Linked DNA regions of Pan troglodytes: region 2 is linked to region 1. The links are chromatin contacts, called in public HiChIP or PLAC-seq maps. All regions are on one chromosome and are shown on one strand. The core of a region is the stretch at or near the end of the contact, and the rest is flanking DNA. Distances in the headings are between cores, read along the strand shown.

Region 1 (4,029 bases), core at 730-3,229:
ACCAGTTATATAATCCGTTTGAACCAAAATACTGAAGAAATGCTGCCTGGGTCTCTTTTTAAGTAGCTTGCTGAATTGTTCACTACTATCAATTCACTTCACAGACGATTCTTGCCAATTTTAATAAACTTCTGGGGCAAAATTATCCAAAAACACTGTAAATCCAAAATGGCCACTTAAAATATCCGGGGCCTTTTACACAAAACCTAGATGATGATCTTCATATCTGAGTAATTCAATCACCTGTAAAAGTTATAAAAAAAATTACATACTGAGTTTTGATTTTGAGCTAAAAAAATCAATCCCCAACTTAAAAAGTCAACCTCTGGAGAGAAAATCACTTCTATATAACCCTACAGGAGCCTGGAAAAGGGCTTCTTTACCCAAGCAAGCACCCGATAAAAGTCTACTGAATGAATAAGACATCGGAGTAGAGGGAGGGAAAAACGGTAGGTGACGGTATTATGGAGGGCAAGGGCAGATTTCACCTGGGAAGGGGTGCAGATCCCATACTGGGGAATTACATAAGCAAACCTTATACTCCTTGAATAAATTTTAAAACTATGAAATTGGCACATAATCTTACAAAAGATCTCCAACCCTCTTCGATGGACCAAGGAAAGCGAAGACAGGTGTGCTGCCACGGAGCATTAGCAAATGTAACTCAGAGATAAGTGTAAAGAGAAAGAGGCTCCCTCCAAATCAGAACGTCTACTAGAGGAGGCATATTCCCACCCAGTAAGGCCAGAAAGGTGAACTAGAAGTAGGGCAAACCCGCTTCTTAAATTCTCCCGAGGAGACTTCCCCACTTCTGAGGGAGCAAAGGGCTAGAAGGTGTAGGTTTCCACTTCCTCGAATTAAGAAAACAGGTTTCTCCCAAAACTGAGGGGGTGGAAGGTACAGGGCCCTTTTCGTAAACCAAAGAATGGTTCTCTCTCAAAAATGCACATGTCCCCTCAGACCCCACAGGACTCGGAGGAACAAAGTAGCCTTCGCCCAGTCCACGGCAAGTGCCACGGACCTGGGAGAGGCGGGGAAAGCTGAGGCGCTGCTGAAGAAACCGCCGAAGGCCACAACTCGGCCTCGACTCCCTCAGCCCTGAGAAGGGTAGTGGTGCAAAACCAGGCGGGCGTGTGCAAGAGGCCGGGGGAAGGAAGGCCGAGCACGGAGAGCGTCGGACTCGCTCCCAGCCTCCGCCAAACGCCAAACACCCCCCAACCAAGCCGCCGGGGCTAAACCACCCACCCCCTCCTCACAACCACCACCTCCGCTCCACCCCGGCCGAGTCAATACCTAGAGGGGCCTATCTGCGCCTCCCTCCCCTCTCACTCCTTGCTTCTCGCCGCCCCTCCGTCGGCGGGCAGCCTCACACCTCGCGCCACCAACGCCGCTCCCGACCCCTCAAACCCCAACACGGACACGGGCACTCCCCTCCTCCCCCGGGCTCGGGCGTGGAGCCTAGAGGACGGTATTACCTTCTGCCCCACCAGAGGTGCCCCTGGCCTGGGGGTGCCGCCGCGCCTGATCCCGGGAGAAGGTTTTCGGTACTTTGAATAATCCCCTTTTGCCGCTTTTCCCTCCCCCACAACCAGTCTCAGTCCCAAAATGGCGCCGACCCGATCCGCAATGTTCTGGGCCAAGTCTCGCGAGATCGCGGACAGTGGCGAGGCGGGGAAGGAACTAGAGGGATTGAGGAGGGAGGGAAGGCGGGGCGAGGAGAAGGAGGGAGAAAGGGTGTGGAAGAAGCGGTGCGAACGAACCTACTGGGCGGGACACCAGGAAGAGCGCCTCCACCAGAGAACCTTCTGGCCCAAGCAACCGCTCACGCCGCGGTCAAAGAAGCTCCGCCCTCTACGTCGGGCGCCTGGGGGGAGGGGGAGAAGGCGTGGCTAGGGCTGGGGGCGGGGCTTCGAGGAGGCCCCGGAGCAGGGGCGCGCGGGGGGCGGTGGCTCCACGCGGTGACGTCAGGAGCAGCTGGAGTCGGGGATTACCCCCTGCTGCTGACGTGAGGACGGTGAACAATCGGGAACGTTCGGTGGAAGGGGGAATTCCCCGCCGCTCCCTGAGGAGCCCCTCCTCCCGCACCTCCCCCCGTCCGGGGCTGCCTCGGAGTCCGGGCTGGTGGGGCCGCGCAGAGGGCGAGAGGGGGGTGCTGCGCCGGGAAGCGGCCGCGCAGGCTCGAGTGGCGCGCGCTGCAGCGTCTTCCCCAGCTCTAAGCTCCCGAAGCTGCGCCGCAGCTCCTCCGAGCTTCAAGCTGCGGAAGACGCTGCGGCGCACGCCCTTCGCCGGGTACCCTGCTTGGGCCTCGCGCTCGGGCCTGGGTGAATCGGCGCTCACACGGCGCCTATGCTCAGCTCTGCGCAGGCGGAACATCTGCCGAGCCGGCGCCGGAGCGGTAGGGCACGCTGAGGGGATGCTCCACCGTGGCATGCGAACGCGGACTGTGTCAGGCATGAGAGGTGCACACGGGAGCCCTGCGGCTGAGGAAAGCAGACGTGCGGGGAGCCAAGCCCAGACTCTCAAGAGGGTAGAAATGGCTACTAGGTATAATCATGCTAATTATTTTTCTTTCTACTAAATCTGCAGTAGGTGAATTATTTCAACAGCCAGAGTATCAGAACCACAGAGCCCATTCGAGATTTTTAAAAATCAGTATTACCGTGTTCAAAGTTGTTTCTCTAATTGTGACACCTTTTCGCCTTATAACCGTAGCCTCACTTTAACACCTGGGAAGTTGGCATTCTATGAAAAAGAAAAATCACATTTGTTTAGAGGGAAGGTGGGGGGAGGTTGTCTCAAAGAGGGAAAGTCTGGAAAATAAAGATATTTGGCTGTTCGCCCTCCCCTAAGCCACAAGGACTTCATAACGTAGAAATTTTATGGTAGTTGTACATGCATTATGGGGTTTGTAGTTTAATGGAATGTTTCTAGAAGATACCTGAAAAAGGGTGGAACGTAAACTCACCAAAATTTACCGTCCCCAACCTTCTGTTTTAATCTTTATCGGGAGTTGGCCACTTTAAGCAATTAATAATGCCCCTCTGCGGGGCAGAGGAAAGGGAATTAACACTTGCTGGATGCCTTGCCCGTGCCGGGCATTTTAATGCTTGTATCACCCTCTGGGGTGGGTACTATTTTGCAGATAAGGAAACAGGATGAGATTGACGTGTTTAACGTTACAGAATATGGAAGTTGGGCGCCACAACTTGGCTGTACCACATTTAAACTCAAGTCTATTAGGGGCTTGATCCACTTTCTTTTCTCTACACCACATTGTTTCCGTATAAGCAACTTACGTGTTGGGAGAGGACCTGCTCGTGCTTTTATGTGTAAGCATGATATCAAACCAAGAAAAAATAAAGGAAACAAAAAAAAAACCCAAGGATAAAACTGATAACTTAGACACACAATTTGTGCCTTTCATGTGACAGAAGACACTATAAAGTCGAACAACTGGTAGTGAAACAGAGAAACAATTGTAGTAAATCACAAGCAAGTTAATATTTATATTCGATTACCATCCTTAGCGTATGTTTTATTTGCATAAGAAAATATAAAGAGCTCTTACAAATTATTAAGAAAAAGATAACACCCACTCTTTTAAAAAGTTAAGGGCGGACCGGGCGCGGTGACTCACGCCTGTAATCCCAACACTTCAGAAGGCTGAGGCTGGAGGATCACCTGAGGTCGGGTGACCAACACAGCGGAAACCCCCTCTCTACTAAAAATACAAATATTAGCTGGGCGTGGTGGCGGGCACCCATAGTCCCAGCTACTAGGGAGGGTGAGGTATGAGAATCGCTTGAACCCAGGAGGGAGAAGTTGCAGTGAGCCAAGATTGCACCACTGCACTCAAGCCTGGGCGACAGAGTAAACCCTGTCTCAAAAAAAAAAGTTTAGCCCGGGCGCGGTGGCTCACGCCTGTAATCCCAGCACTTTGGGAGGCCGAGGCGGGCGGATAACCTGAGGTCGCGAGTTCTAGACCAGCCTGAACAACTTGGAGAAACCCCGTCTCTACTAAAAATAACA
Region 2 (3,887 bases), core at 1,014-3,513, 230 kb after region 1:
TGAATCCTTATTTAATACCATGGACTCAGACTTCCTACACTACGTTCTATAATAGGGAGCATATAAGCATCAAAATTACAAATGCCTATACAAAATCTTTACAATTGAATATAAAGAAAGTCTACAGAAACATTACTAGATTCATGAAAGTGAATAAATCTGTGTATATTTCAGTTATGGCAAAACATATAATCTAAGACTACATTTATAGTTTGGATTAGCCAAGTTTGCTGGGAAGAAAATGTTTTTCCCAGTGTAATGTATGAGGCAGGTTGTTGGATGGAGACACTTTCTTCACGTGGCTCAGACTGCGGTCCAGCTGCTCAGGGAACTGTTTCATGGTTCTGTCCACAGCGCGTGCTCACTGCCTCATTTCTAAAGTTATTCACTTGTACTTAATTTCAAGCCATTTTTTTTTTTACTTTGAAAACTCTGAACGCCTCATTGAGGACAGTACATACACTGTGTGCCAAGGTCTGGTTTCAAAGTTTAGCTGTTTTTGAGTTATTTGACTGGACAAAAGGTCGAAAGATATCTTTCACAGCAGGGAAAGTGTAATTTTCCAAGTCTTTATGATGTTTAGAAATAGTTGGAGTGATTTTTCCCTAAAATTTCCATAAGTAAATAACTTTTACCCGTGGTATAAGCTTGATTTTGAGATGCCTTGGCAAAAAATTTGAAAATAACCCTCTCCCTACCTCCAGTCTCCAGCCTCATCCTCAGTATGCGCTCCAGCAATAAGGGAATTGGAGGGACCCCAGGTTAAAATCAAGACCTTTCATGTTTGGATTAAAAGTATGAAGTATGGAAAGTTTTAGCTTCTAAAAACTTGTCTTTATCATTTAATATTACGTATGTTTTAGAAAAAAGCTGGGAGAAGAGCTCTGGTGTCTGAGATCACTCTCTCCAAATTCCTGTAGGGTCCTGCTATAATTCCTGATGGTATTTGCATCTCACTTATCCATGTACCTTACAGCCGACTTTCTTTTCCACAGATAGAATTGGCCTCCCACTTTAGGACAATGTGTCCTCCAAATTTGCCAGGGCAACTCCATACCTTACTTTAACTTCTTGCAGGACCTAACTCTCCAATCAGTCGTTAGTGTATATTTTTGTGTACTTGGCTCAAAGTCTTTCAGTGCGGATGTGGACCTTCCGGAGAGTAATCTCCTCCAATGAAGAGCAAATGGTCATAAGGAACATGTACGAGCAGGTATTCCTGTTAAGCCTTATGCTCCGTCTTTCACCCATCCACTTGCACAGGGGACTAGTTTCCTTTTATGATCCTACCCAAACGTTTGGCCTTTTTGGAGAAGTGAGGGAAGTGAGGGGTAGAATTTTTGAGACTCAGTTCAGGGCCTTTGATATGCTGTTCTTGTCCTTCAACAGATGTATCAAGTATCTCTGGGTCATCCCCTAAGACACGTTGGTGATGAACAATTCCTAGAACTGGTCTAATTTTTTTTTTTTTTTTTTTTGGATAACAGCACAGTTTATATTTTTTGGGCATCTTCTTGAACTGTACAAGTATATTCAGCATCATTTCTCTGCCCTGTCGATCTTTTGTCTTTTCTTCTGTGCTGTCAATAACCTGTTTGGCAAATGTCTACTTCCATTGTCCACTCCGTGAGCCAGTGTACACCGGTCTCCATCTCCCATTCCTGCAGGTCCCTTCGTGGAAACGGCAAAGTGCCTGACTGTAGTCCCCTCATTCTGGACGGACTCTGCCATCCACCAGCCTCTTCTCCCATTTCCCAGGGCTTCCTCCCACATCTGTCTATTTCATCGATCGCCTCCTCCTCTTAGGGAAGTTGAGTCTGTCGAGTTCCCCTGCACATCGCCTGCCAGTCCAAGTCTCCTGCCCGCCTCCCGCACGCCCTCCCGCGCCGCGGTGTCTGTGGGTCGGTTCCCAGACGCGCCCGCCAGCTCTTGGGCCTCCACTGGCTGGACGTGGGTCTGTCCCGCGCCCGCGCGTCCGTCCGTCCCCCACTTGCCTCCAATTCGGCAGGAACTTTACCCCAGCCAGGAGGAGAAGGACGGTGCGCGCGGGTGCGGGTCTGGCCGGCTGGGGCCGGCGCGGGGGTGGCGAGGGGCGCCAGGCGGCGTCGGCTTGCGAGCGGGCCGGGGGCGTCGCGGGCCGCCCTGCCCTATAAGGGGCCGTGCCGCCTCCGCCGCCGGGCGGGTGCCGGGCGGACCGCGGCGGTGGCGGCGGCGGCTGCGATTGGCTCAGGCGCCCCATCCGGGGACTGGGCTCGGCGCTGCTCGTTCGCCCTAAAGGTACCAATATGGCGGAGGTGAGCAGGGAAACCGGGCAGGAGCAGCCGGGCTGGAGCGGGCGCCCGGCGGCTCCCCGCGACCCCCGAGCCAGCCTGGGGGATCCGGGGCTCTTTCCGCTGCCCCATGAGGGGCGGCGTGGCGACGCGGGGGTCGCGGGGCGGCGACTGGCCGTGGCGGGGCTGGCCGGGGGGCGGGAGCGGGCGCGGGAGCGGTCTCCCTCCGGGACTAGGCCGCGGCGGCTCCGGCCCCGGTCGGGCCGGGCGACCGAGCCGGACGGAGGTGGCGGCCGGCTGCAGTGAGCCCTGCCCCAGGGACGGGGCAGTGCCGTGTCCCCGGTCGCTGACGCGGGCCGCCGGCGCCTCCGCGCCTCTTGCCCGGGCCCGGGTGGGTGGAAACCGGCCGAGCCCCCACCTCCGCGGCCGGATCGCAAAGAGGGGAGCGGGCTGCGCCACTGCCCTGCGGGAGTCGTGCGCTGTGCCCCCGGCCCACCGGGCCCGGGCTGCGGCGCGAAGGAGCCGCACGCTTCACTTTGCTGGGGGCGCGGAGAAGAGCGGGATGCGGGGCCACCGGGCTTCTCAGAAGAGCGGGACTCCCCACCCCGCAGCCCGGGAGGTGCGGGAGCCCCTGGGGTTAAAGGGCAGACCGAGACCCTCGACGCCCTCTCCAGGAGAGCGGCTTGATAGCTCCAGTTTTCTCTGGGCTGGAGGAAGGAAGGCTGGGCGAGCGAAGCTGCCCCGGCCATGTCCCCCGGGACTGGTGAGCTGGGGGGAGGGGGCGGTGTGGCAGGAGCCCCTGGGCTGGAGCTCGCTGGGGCGGGGGGCGCGCTGACGGTCCAGGGAGGGACTGAACACTCTGGAAGGAGCCAGCATCCCTGGAACTGAGAGGAGCTGCATCTCTGGACTCGAGAGAGAGGATGGGGGGCTCGCGCTTTGGTTTGGGGGCGAGTGTCCGATTCGAGCTGGCCTACGCTCCAGGGGAAGAGATCGGCTTCGGAGTTGGGTCTCCCGGGCCCCAGGGGCGAACTAGGTGCTCAGAACGCGAGTTCGTTCCAGAAAAGGGTGTTACGTTTCGAGTTGTTTGGGGCTTCGGAGAGCCGGGTGGGATTTGGAGGACTCCGGAGATGCCAGGGATGGGGGACTGATGGTGCGAGCCGACTGCTCTGGGTTTTGCTTCTCTGCTTGGTAACTTGCTGAGCTCCAAGAAGCGACTTGGAGTTGCCTCTCAGACTCCGGGCTTCGTCCCGGGTCTGTGAGTTTGTACACTTGGGACTCGGGGAGGAAGGCGAGGCAGCCAAGAGGGGGCCCGAAAGGGGCCGGGAGCGATTCGAGCGAAGCTACGTCTTGCACTTTTGGCAGCTGCGGAGGAGCGCTCGACTCCGCCTCCTCTGCGCCCTGTTGCCGGCGCTGCCTCTTTCCCTGGCTGTGCGATCTAACCTCACGTTTTCTTATCTCTCTCCTAGGCTTCTTTTGGAAGTTCGAGCCCAGGTTTGTCCTATTTTCTTACGTCTTCGGTGGTTCCCAGTGGGTAATGTGGGCTCAAAGGTCTGTTGCTAAAGGATTCCCAATAGAAATGTATCCTGCAGGTTTTTCTTCATTGATTTTTAAGAGTTT

What was found. HiChIP or PLAC-seq counts read pairs in DNA pulled down with a chosen protein or histone mark.
Region 2: an H3K4me3 HiChIP or PLAC-seq map of stem cell-derived excitatory neurons shows a contact between it and region 1, with 10 times the contacts expected there. The contact joins the promoter of MIER3 here to the promoter of GPBP1 in region 1. A contact is called at or near these places in 1 of 7 Hi-C or Micro-C datasets (stem cell-derived neural progenitor cells) and 1 of 1 datasets of contacts at active chromatin or transcription factors (stem cell-derived excitatory neurons).

Annotation. Positions count from the first base shown.
Region 1 is chr4:57,454,706-57,458,734 of NHGRI_mPanTro3-v2.0_pri, forward strand. GPBP1 (GC-rich promoter binding protein 1) reads right to left here and starts at 1,980. Exons shown (of 13, transcript XM_009449137.4): 1 at 1,761-1,980; 2 at 1-243.
Region 2 is chr4:57,683,853-57,687,739 of NHGRI_mPanTro3-v2.0_pri, forward strand. It overlaps MIER3 (MIER family member 3), which reads left to right and starts at 2,264. Exons shown (of 13, transcript NM_001280521.1): 1 at 2,264-2,294; 2 at 3,737-3,761.